Regions from separate parts of the Rattus norvegicus genome. Here region 2 is linked to region 1. Evidence: chromatin contacts called from public Hi-C data. All regions are on one chromosome and are shown on one strand. The core of a region is the stretch at or near the end of the contact, and the rest is flanking DNA. Distances in the headings are between cores, read along the strand shown.

Region 1 (5,476 bases), core at 1,565-4,064:
TCCAAGTTAGTTTTTCTGATTGAACCGTTTTCAAAGGAGAGAGACATGCAGGGTCTTTAAGGTGGGGGCTGAAAGACCCTGACCTAACTCACAGCTCATCAAACACTGCAGAATCCACTGTATGAGGTGACTCAGGAGAGTACAGCTGGGCTGAGAGAGAAAGCCTCAGGATCTGTGAAGTCTGGTGACAGGAAGACCAGAGACTAGCAGATGCCTCTTCCCACTCCCCCTGATCTCAGGCTGTTGAAGGCAAAAGGCAGTCCTTCATTTGGTCAGATCAAACTCAGAGTGGGTCTTGGAAGCTAGGTGTAGGACCTGTGTTCATATCACTAAAAGAAAGACTTGTGGGTAGGAACTAAGATGCGCTTGCTCTCAGGTCTGAGTCCTTAATTTCTCTCCATTCCAAGGATGGCTCACTCTACAGTTACTCATACTATACAGTTACAGTTACTCCGTGGGTCCCAGGACACACTGCGCCTGGCCCAGGGCTTAGGTCTCACAGAATGACGCAGCCCGGAGGCCCACTTCTCCAGTTCCCCTCTAGGTCCTGCTTGGACACACCATGAGTGCCTTCTGCCCTGAGCAGGAAGTGGCAATAAGAGCAAGGCCACCAAGCTCTCTGGCCACCTAGCATTTCTTTGTTACCTTTCTAGGGTTTCCTACGCAGAAGGCGGCACCAGGTCACGCCCTAATAGCATGATGCTGGTCTCCAGGGAACAGAGTGGAGACACAGCAGATTACTTAAGAGTTATGAACATCTCTTTCCCTCCCGTCTCCATCAGCCAGAGTGCCTCACGGAGAAATTGAGTAACATGGACCTCCTTTAAGCTTCTCACTTCAAAGAGCGGTCCTACTCCCAAGACCCTCTCTCCACCCCAAAGTCCACCCTGCTGTTTGTCCTTTATATGGGATAACAGTATTTCACCACGAAGGTGAGCAAATGAGTCTTTTCCAGCCTAGAGATTGAGTACCAGTTTGCTCTAGAAGCCAGCTCTGGGGTGTGGGGAGTGGCTGTTTTCTACTCTGTATCCCTTTGTATCTATAGCATTAGGAAGAGAGGTACTTACTGGTCCCATAAGGCAAAGAATTTGCTTAAACAGGGTCTCAGATTGGGCCCCCAACTGTTACTGGCAACACTGAGGATTACTGTTTCCTCATGGTTCCTGAAGCAACTCCTCAAGGACAAAACTCACTTTCCTTGGATTCCGGCCTGACCAGGTTTCCCACAGAAGAGACCACTGTCTTGCTCTGTCACCAGGAGGCATATGGTCTTAACCCACGGAGTTCCCATCTTAGCAGGGCCCAGAGTCCACCTCCCTCCACTCTTCCTCCACTGCAGCCATTCCTCGGTTTAGCACAAAAACAGTCTAAGGCCCGGAACCCTCTTCCTCATCTGTTCCCGCTCGATACCAGCTCAGCAGAATGGTGGGGCCCCTATCTGCCCGCCCCCCTGCCTCTGTGTCACACCTTCACTGGCTTCAAAAAGCCGCTGATATATTTTACAAACTGAAACAGCAATTTAATTCCCCCTGATAGCGGCAATTGTCCATTAGATCTTCCTACCGAGGAGCTTAACAATAATTCCTTTCATCCAACTGCTTGCCTCTTCTTGATCTGAGAATCAATCCCATAAATAGCAGGCAAGAGTTTGCACATTACTCCCCCCCTCCAGCTTTTAGCATTTTGATGAAGATTCTCATCTCTTCTTTAAACACTTTACAACTTGGCAATTTTTCTCCCTTTGGTTCCTTTAAACAAAATAAAACAACAGCACAGGGGTTGGGGCGGGGGTGGGGAGGAGCACGCATGGTGCCTTTCCCAGAAGGGTTTGCTCTTCCCCGTGCTGGGAGGCAGAGGGTGGCCCCGGGACTTCTGATGGAGTAGGCTGCTGAAAAGGAGGTGCCACTCTGCCCTGGTGGGGTATCATTAGCCTCTTAAACTTCACATTTACTGAGGTTGGGTCTTGCTTTTGTCAAGTGTTCAACTTGAAGAAAATGTCTCCTTCCCTGACACTCTTCCATTGTGCCTAGAAACGGAAGTGAGAGGAAGCCTAATAGCTGCCCTGCGCCAGTTGCCTGCCCACCCCGCCCGCAACCTTCTCACCTAAAGACACAATTCTGAACTCTCTTTCCCTTTTCTGTTTTCTGTTTCGTTTTAAAAACAGGCTGGTGCTACTCCCTCCCACTCTTCAGAAGGGTGTCTTCTAAATGGAGATCCTCCTGCCTCAGCTCTTCACCCACTGGGATCACAGCCATGCCCCTCCACATCTAGTTACCCTCCTTCCTTTTCAGTCCAGCCCCCTTTGAGTCTACATCATGGGTGGGAGAAAGAGAGGAACGGGAAAGGAGAGGGCTTAAGGCCTTTGGTTCAATCTTGTGTCTTTTCCTTTGCAACTCCAATGATTATCAACAGAGACGAGCCCTCCCGATCCTCCACCAGGTGTTGGCAGATAGCGGACTGCCAGGGAACCAGGGAGCTCCAACCTGGCCTCCTGAGATGCCACCACGTGTTCTCTCTTGTCTGCACACACGAAGAGAAACAAGTCTAAAGATGAACTCAGGGATGCAAAGTCCCCCTCGACGGACTTGATTCCCAGGTTTATTATTATTTGTGGAGAGCCGAAAGCAGCCTGGGGAACAGAGCTGAGAAAACAACACAGGCCTGGCCCCAGAGGCTCACAATTCAACAGAGACAAACAGCTCAGATCCTGGGGATCCCGGATGACAGAAGCCAGGCGGCTAGTCCCTGATGCCCTGTCTGCCTCTTCCCTGACTAGTCTGAGGGCTGAGGGCTGAGGGCGGAGCTTGAGGAGAAGAGCAAGCAGGGAGGGGCTAGAGCACAGAGCAGAGGCCTGGGAAGCCTCTTCAGCCTATTAGCTGGGACAGTCTGAGACTCGGAACCAGAGCCTCTGCAGAGGGCCTGCCAGGCCTTTTCCTCTCCGAGAAGTACCAAACTATGTTCTCTGGCTGTTTGATACCTGTTTGGGTCGATACCTGATCCAAGTTTTTAAGTTCATCTCCAGGAAAAATAAAAAATAAAACAATCTGATGAAAAAGCAGCTCTTTGGCCTCAGCAGTGGGCGTACTTCTCCGTTCGGGTGGCGTCTACTTTGGCCCTTACTGCTGCTAGAATGGGGGCATGTGCCTTGACTCTGTGTTCCTGGTATCCCAAGAAGCAGGCCACAAAGGACAGAGGATGGCAGTCGATGTGAGAGGAAGTGAGTCTATACGGGGCCCCAGCCTCATATCCCTGCTGGCACACATGTCCTCTGTCTCTGACCTAAGATGTACCCTTCGCGCACCTTTTGCTCTGTTCCTCACCAGTTAGGATAGGATGGTATTCTGTATTTCACAACCACATCACTTTTCCTTCATCAAACTTTGGCTCCAAACCCTATCCAACTGACCACGAAGCCTTCCGTTACCTTCAGCCTCGCTCAGAGCCTTGCAACGGGCAGACATGGGGCGCCACTGCAGGACGCGGAAATGTTGCTCCACACATTTCTAAGTCATGAAAAATTCCTATCTCTGCCATATGCCCTTCCCTACCCAGGAACCTCTTTGCTCCCCAGCATAAGATCATAGCTATGGCTTCCATTTTCTAGGTGTTGTTTTGTGGGGTAAAAGTGTATGCAGTACAAGTTCCCAGGCCTCTTGTCCTAGTGAATAAAATACTCCTGCAAAGTTATACACCCATTACTTTGGCTTTCTGTTAAAGTGCAAATCTAGGACCTTTTAGGTCCAGGTGCCTTTTAGACGTCAGAGAGGAGTTTGTTAGCCCCTTCCCTCATCGTTAATTTTGATGACGGTGAGACAGTAATAAGGAGTGAATAGTGACCCTTAGCTCACACTGAGTATATTACTAAGCATATATTGATACCCTTGCCTTTTCTCTACCATGCAGAGTCAGTCATGTTGGCCCAATTTGTGGATGGGAAAACTGAGGCTTAGACAGGTGGAATCATTTTTAAAATATTTCACACAGTCTGATTAAGGAGTACAAATGTTTCAGGATAAAAGCCAGAAACATCTGGGGAAGAAAGTGATCCCAGAAAATGAGAAGGAGCCCAGCACTGAGAAGGCAAGGCGGTTGTGGAAACAAACTGCCATCTTGGATTTGGTCCTGTACAGAGACTGTTCCTTCATTTTCATGTGGTCCAGACTTCTAAAAAAAATCGTATCATGAAAAGAATACTGGTGTCTTCTGCGTGTCACATGTGGGCTTTAGTGATAGCTAATCCAGGTACCTCCCACACCTCCCCACAGTGGGGCTTCATCATCTCCCACCGTGGGGCTGCTTCCTCCATGGTTCCTTCCTGTTGGTACTCTTACCCTGGTAGCGAGCAGAACTAGTCCAAATGTATGCAAATATTTGATTGCATTTTGCTCTTGTTATTTTATAGAAAAAAATGAATGAGAGGGAGATGAAAAAGGAAAATGCTGATACCAGAGATAAGAACGGGGAGGGGTGGGGGGGGTCTTGTAACATGATAAAACTGAGACAGAGGAAAAACATTTAGCTTGCTGACACAGCAGATCTGGAGTCTCCTTCACAGATTCACTGGACTGTGTGCTCAATTAGGAAGGGAAAGAATGAAATCAAAGAATGAACATGAGACAATGAGTGTCTGGCTGAAGACTGCACCTCAGAGGCCTTGGAGAGTTGGGAACCTGATACTTTATTTCCTTGTCTGGCAGGAACTTTGAAAACACGCGCTGTAGGCACAAGCCCCAGGCTGCTTGTTCCTGATCACACGTGCCTCCAAGGGAGACCAGAGCTCTGATTCACACTGACCCAGGTTCTATGTCAGTGCCTCCTGGTCAGTCTGGACCCAAGTGCCTCCTCACTGGGGCTTAAATAGAGTAGGGGAAGGAGAATCTTGCTGTTAACCTGTTCTCTGTCTTTACATGGCCTTCTTGGCTATCCCACGTATGGCTTTCCAGGTCCATCCACAGCAGCGTCTAAGCAGCGTCCCTATTCAAACGCAATCCAAAGGCTGAGACTCTCTTCTCTTTCCTTCCAAAGTTCAGTAATATTATGTGTTTTAAGCTGTGCCACTCCATCATTTGGGAGTGATGCTTTGTGTCACATCTAAGTCCTAGCTGCTTTTTTGTCTTGTTTTATTTTGTTTTGTCTTTAACAGAAGCCCCTTCCAGGGTACCTTTCTTTTGCACTTTCTCCATCTCAGCCCAGAGAGACTCCAGGCAGAAAGCTGCATGGGCAGTGGATAGAGACATTGTTCTGGGTCAGCAAATGGTATTACTTACAGCCTCCAAAGTGGCAGCTGTTAGACATGAGGACAGAGCACCAGGGCTACGCGATTCACCTCCCACTGGCTCCTGGCTTCCTCCTGCCAGACCCCTTCCTTTTCACCCCAGCCTTAGGAAGGGGTCTGTAGTCCTCTGGCTCCTACCAGGGAAACCTTTAGTCATGCTTCAGCCCTTCCAGCTGCATTCAGACCCGGAGACGTGTTTCA
Region 2 (5,630 bases), core at 1,265-3,764, 77 kb after region 1:
ATGTTTGGTCTGCCAGGCACAGCGCATAAACATACCTCTGGAGTTGGGACGACTTTAGATTATGGAGGAAAGAAGGGAGATAGCAGAAGAGATGGAGAGTTAGCTGAGGAAGGACTTGGGCCCAGGTCTGTGCAGTGGCTGATGAGTATGTCAGACAATGGGAGAACAATATCAGTTCAGACACATTGCGGGGATAAAGTGTTTTGTCACCCAGGGCTCCAAACAGTTCCTCTCAAACACAATACCCACCGGTTAGTCACTCAGCCATTAGCTCAGTTTTCAGATGAGATGTTACCCTACCCTAATGCTTCTGTCCAAGAAACCTTTATTTTACTTAATAAGGTCACAAAGTATAAAAAGAGTGGCAACTGGGGATCTCATCAAGATACAATTGTCCCATTTTATTGTTACTGTTAACACCTTGTTGCGCCTGAGAAAATACTCTCTCCTAAGAAGACAAGCTCTCTGAGAAGTGAAATATGATCTATTTAATTCATAAACCTACTATTATTTTTAAAACCTGTTTAAGATAACTGATAGCTCCTCTCACATCTTCATATATCCATCTAGCTTCTAAAACAACAACAACAACAACAACAAAAATGGCAGTGCCATTTTCTGACTTCTCTCTTGCATTTTTCTTGCCCAAGAAAGACGAAAGGCTCAAGTAAAAGAAGTCAGGACTGGGGATGTACCTCAGTGGTAGAGAGCTCTTACCCAGGATGCGTATGTCTCTGGAAGTGATATAAAATGTCAACTAGGAAAGCATCATGTCGCCTTAGACAAGCACTCCCTGTTTCAGTTTTCTTCCTTACGAAAGTGAGAACTTAACCTCCTTGGGGAAGGGGATTAATTCTCTTCAGCTCACCCCTGTAAGCCCCTCCTGTAGACCAGCCATTGCCCCCTGGAGAACAGGGCTTCTCTACAGAGTATGTCTCCCCTTTAGTGTTCCCTCTGACTAGGTGCTTGACTAGAATGCTCTCCTCTCTTGCTCTAGAGCACTGTCCCATCCTAGGAAGCAAAGAGGCCACAGTTGGCCCTTAAGCATCCAGGCATGGTTAGGCTAAGGGTTGGCGCTGTAAGGAACATGAGCAAAGAAGGAAGGGGCTGGGACCCTCTTATAGAAGCTAGTGTTTATTGGAGTGGGTTTGTTCTTAAGATTCGAATGAGGGTGCAATGCCCCCCGTGTCAAGAACTGGGTTTTTAGGTCTTTAGTGTTGTGTTTCTTAAAGGGTCTTAGGTTGTAAGGAGTCCTGGAGTTCTTGAGGACCTAGTTTGGCTTTGGAGCCTGTTCCTTACCCTTCAGAGCCTTCTGTGGTGTGGAGTCCAAGCTGGGAAGTGCTAATCAGAAGCAGCGCTCCCGTTTCATAGGTGGGAAAAACCCATCCCTGTCTAAAGCTGGCCACCTTCCTGGTTCCCCTCACGGGGGAGGGGAGTAATTCCACACCTGTTTCCAGGACTTAACTTGTGCAGCTGTGGCCCATGGACATCTGTCCCCTTGTTTTAAGAGAGCGGAGACGGGCAGAACAGAACGGGGCTCCTTGAAAGTGAAACCACTGAAGAAAACAGCTGGATGGGCCACCCTAATAGAACTCTATGACTTTAAGGTCTTTTCAGGGACCACCCACATAGCGTCTCCAAGTCCTGGAGCTCTTAGGGTTACTTATCAACTCCATGGCTAACCTCGGTTTCCCCATTTCCTAATTGGTCCTTTTGAGAATTAAACTCCTATCCAGAAACAAAGTCCACAGGGGCCCAGGTTGCATTCCTGTGGACCAGGGGGAAAGGTATCAGGCGCTTGAGAGGCACACAGCAGGCATCTGCATTGGTGCCTAGTCAAGGCCCCTAGGCATCCGTTTCCCATTGGTTGTCAGTTACTTGTCCAGAAAGATTCACTGTGATTCCTACACTGAGTGTTCACCTTTTTCTGACAGTGTCAAGGACCATAAGGAACTGCTCCATTCAGGAAGTTCACTCCTGTGCTATAAGCATTTTCCACCTCTAAAGAGGGAGAAGAGAGCTTACTTGGACTCCGTTCCTTGACGTCACATGGATGGGGCAAGTGGGATTCATTTATTCCTGTAAGGGTACAGAGATAGAAGGCAGAAAAAACGGGAAAAGTGTCCCCACCCACTCACACCACATATATGCACCTACACTGTACAGCACCCGGGATTTTCTCTTCCAGCTCTAAGCCTGGCCAAGCAGCTGTTGTCTATACCCAGACAAAGGCCTGAGCTGTCTTCCAACAGCTTGGGGGTCTGGGAATGGCAATGGGAGGTAGCAGTGTCACTGAGAGGGAATCAGGGCCAGCCAGACCGGAAGACTGCCTGCAGTCTTAGCCTCTGATCCAGACGTTGCGCGAAGACAAGACTGAGATAACCACTTTTTGTGGGGCCGAGTGGGACCCTAGGTGCCCTCTCCCCCATCCAGCTCAGCTCTCAGCACATGCCCTTGGGCTGAGCTAAGTCCAGAACCCGGCTGAGTAGGGGAATTGTTCTGAGAAAGTGGCCCGTTGGCTGGTTGCTATGGAAACCGACATACCACAGCGTTGACCCCAGAGAGGTTTAGCACGCTCCCCCAGCAGGGATGCCAGCAGCTGGACTGCAGCTGTTACAGCATAAGTGGGGGCTGGAGCTGCTGCCAGCAGTCCCTGCTGTTTGCCTAAACTAGGCTGGGCAGCAGAGCCCCTCCGTGGGCTCCGACCCCCACCCCAACCCCAAGCATTACACTTGCTCCAGCCAGGAAAGGAGCCTGGTTGTAGCCAGGCTCAATGGGGATAGGCATGGGGGCAGAGCTCAGAGGAGCTCTCTATGAAATACAGAATATCCTTAAGAGTGCAACGTCCTCTCCATTATTCTGGAGAAACTGAGGCCCAAAGAAGAGTTTTGGTCCCCGGTTATACAACCAGAGCACGGCTGGGGTTGGCCCAGGGTTCTGTCTCTCCATGCTTGTGGTGATTCCATGGCAACTCAGCCTTCTTCACTCCAGACACCTAGGGACATGCGGGAGGGGGCATCCGAAAATGAGTAACAAGAGCGGGAGGGATTGGGATGTGCGGAGCTGATAACAGGAATAGAAAGGAGCATACAAAAAGGAGAAGGCATGTGAGCTCATGAGCAGATGGGAGTGAGTGGGAGAAGTAGACAGTTGAGAGGCAGGGAGTTAGAGGAGGGGAAAAGAGAGGTGAGGAGGTGCTGGAGTGGAGGAGGAATGGATGAGACAGCCTAGCAGCTGGCTCCCCAGCTGTGGTCTGCATTCCTCCCTGGCAAGAAGGCTTGGGTCCAGAGGATTGCATCAGAAAACATAAGACAAGAAACACAGAAAGATGTGCACACACACACACACACACAACACACACACACACACACACACACACACACACACACACACACACACACACACCCGGAGGGGGAGATATGGAAGTGGATTCCAGATAGCTGGTAGACAGCTCCTGCCAGTCCATAATGTCTAGAGTTCCTCAGGTGGCTTAAGGCCAACTACCTGCCCACCCATGACCCTGTCTAAACTGTGCTAGGTCCTGATGCTCAACAAGTACCTTTTCAGACAGAGAGGTGAGACCACTTCCCTCCTTGGGCAGCCCTATTAGCTGGTCAGCCAACCTGCTGTCTCCCATGAGGAAGCCAGAACATAAGCCTTTACTTTCCTGGCTCTCTGCTCATGAAGGAAAGATACACAGAGGAACCCCCTCTCCTAGGGCCACCTCCATATTCTCACTCCAGCCCCCTTACCCTTCTTTGTTTCATGAACTGGGGATGCCACCGAAGTGTCTTGTGAGTCAGGAGTCCTCCTTAGTCCTAGCCAAGATCCCTTCCTCCTTACTTGACAATGAATAACTTCCCTTTTAACTCTTCCCCACCAGCCAGCCTAAGCTTGGTCACAGGGCACTGGCAGACTGTCTACATTCACCTGCCCTTCTGGACCTCCAAGGAATGGTTCCTATGATGGCTTGGCCTCATGGACAAGGTCAGTGAGGGAGTGAACAGTCACTGTGACACCCTAGAACTGAAGGTCTGGTTTGACAGTGGGTCTGTAGATTGCATTTGCCTACATACCACCTATTTGACTTCTTAACAAAAATATGTTATCTCAAAATATTTCTATTATGTTTTCCTGATCTGACAAGGACATCATCAGAGCTGAAGCCCTGCTTCTCCAGTTGGCCAACTCTCTTCCCATTGAGCAAGACATGCTCGACAGTCAGTTGTAAACTCGGAGATTTGCTGGTCAAGGATATTGCTGGTGCTTCCACTCTGGCCAGTGAGATCATTGAAGGCATTTATTGAGCAGACGCTCCTGACTTCATACCTAGTAGATGTGAGTGTGGTTGGTTGGGAAGGGTCATGGGAAAAAGCCAGGCCAAGGACTCCTGACCAGAAATTTGTCATGATAGGGGTTGGGGATTTAGCTCAGTGGTAGAGCGCTTGCCTAGGAAGCGCAAGGCCCTGGGTTCGGTCCCCAGCTCCGAAAAAAAGAACCAAAAAAAAAAGAAATTTGTCATGATAAAGGAACCACAAAACAGAACCAATACACACATGAGAGGAAAGAGTGGTAGGTGGCAGAGTACTTTGAGTGCTATATGGTCACAGGGCATTGTCCTGTCCCAGAAAAGCAATGTCCTAACCATTTATCAAGGCAAAGTGAGATGCACTCAGAGCAGTGACTGGGTTTAAGTGTAGAGGTTAGGATGAAGCTGGGTCTATGTAACCATCCCATACATCCAGCAAGCATTTCTCTATACCCCTTACTATGAGAGGGAAGGCCAGAATGCAGGACTAGCATTCATGTTCTAAATCACATTGTGAGTTGGTCATGTCCCAGCTGAATTAGCCAGCATTTAAAGTTGGTAAATCATTACTACCATCTCGATCTTATTTAAAATGTTCTCATCTCCTGCGCCATAGTGAAAACTCATCATTTCCATGGGATGACTGAAGAGAGAGCAGCACACATCAAACTTAACCAACCAAGGCTCCCTTCTGGGCCAGCAGTCTTATCCCTACAGCAGAAGGCCTCTGTGTTAGTGTTTCCTAATCTCACAGACTCTAGCCCATGGCAGATGTCCAGTAAACACATGCCTAGATGGAAAAAAAAATCATTTGTCCTGAAGGCTATTGCAAGATGTGTTCAGCCCTGACTGTAAGGATGGGCTTGGGGAAGGGAAGGGAGATTTTTCAGCAAGGACATACATGGATGATGCGTTGCAAGGAAATCAGCCCAGGCATTGTGCTGCTGTTTTGAAGGAAACATGATAAAAGCAACTGAACTAGGTTTTTTGTTTGTTTGTTTGTTTGTTTTTGCTTTTTGTTTTTTTTACTTCTGAAACATTCTCTACATTCCCAACCTAGGTGAGCAGCAAATACTTTTCTGATAAAAAAGAAAAAGCAGGGCTGGAGAGATGGCTCAGTGGTTAAGAGTCCCAACTACTCTTCCAGAGGTCCTGAGTTCAATTCCCAGCAACCACATGGTGTCTCACAACCATCTGTAAGGAGATCTGATGCCCTCTTCTGGTGTATCTGAAGACAGCTACAGTATACTTATATATAATAAATGAATAAATCTTTAAAAAAAAAGAAAAAGAAAAAGCAAAGATTGAGAGCGGTGTAACA

Evidence for each region. Hi-C and Micro-C count contacts between places; a contact is called where the count stands out from the background.
Region 2: a Hi-C map of frontal cortex shows a contact between it and region 1, with 2.1 times the contacts expected there. The contact joins two enhancer-like sites. A contact is called at or near these places in 3 of 12 Hi-C or Micro-C datasets (Schwann cells, frontal cortex and prefrontal cortex).

What each region holds. Positions count from the first base shown.
Region 1 is chr8:44,871,672-44,877,147 of GRCr8, forward strand. All of the region lies in intron 2 of Pknox2 (PBX/knotted 1 homeobox 2), which reads right to left. Among named protein-coding and RNA genes, the nearest start is that of Pknox2, 110 kb to the right of the region's middle. Within about 2 kb of position 2,815, at least 10 of the 93 cell types and tissues checked have an H3K27ac peak or open chromatin away from gene starts, as enhancers often do.
Region 2 is chr8:44,949,172-44,954,801 of GRCr8, forward strand. The region is part of intron 1 of Pknox2 (PBX/knotted 1 homeobox 2); the gene reads right to left. Among named protein-coding and RNA genes, the nearest start is that of Pknox2, 28 kb to the right of the region's middle. Within about 2 kb of position 2,515, at least 43 of the 93 cell types and tissues checked have an H3K27ac peak or open chromatin away from gene starts, as enhancers often do.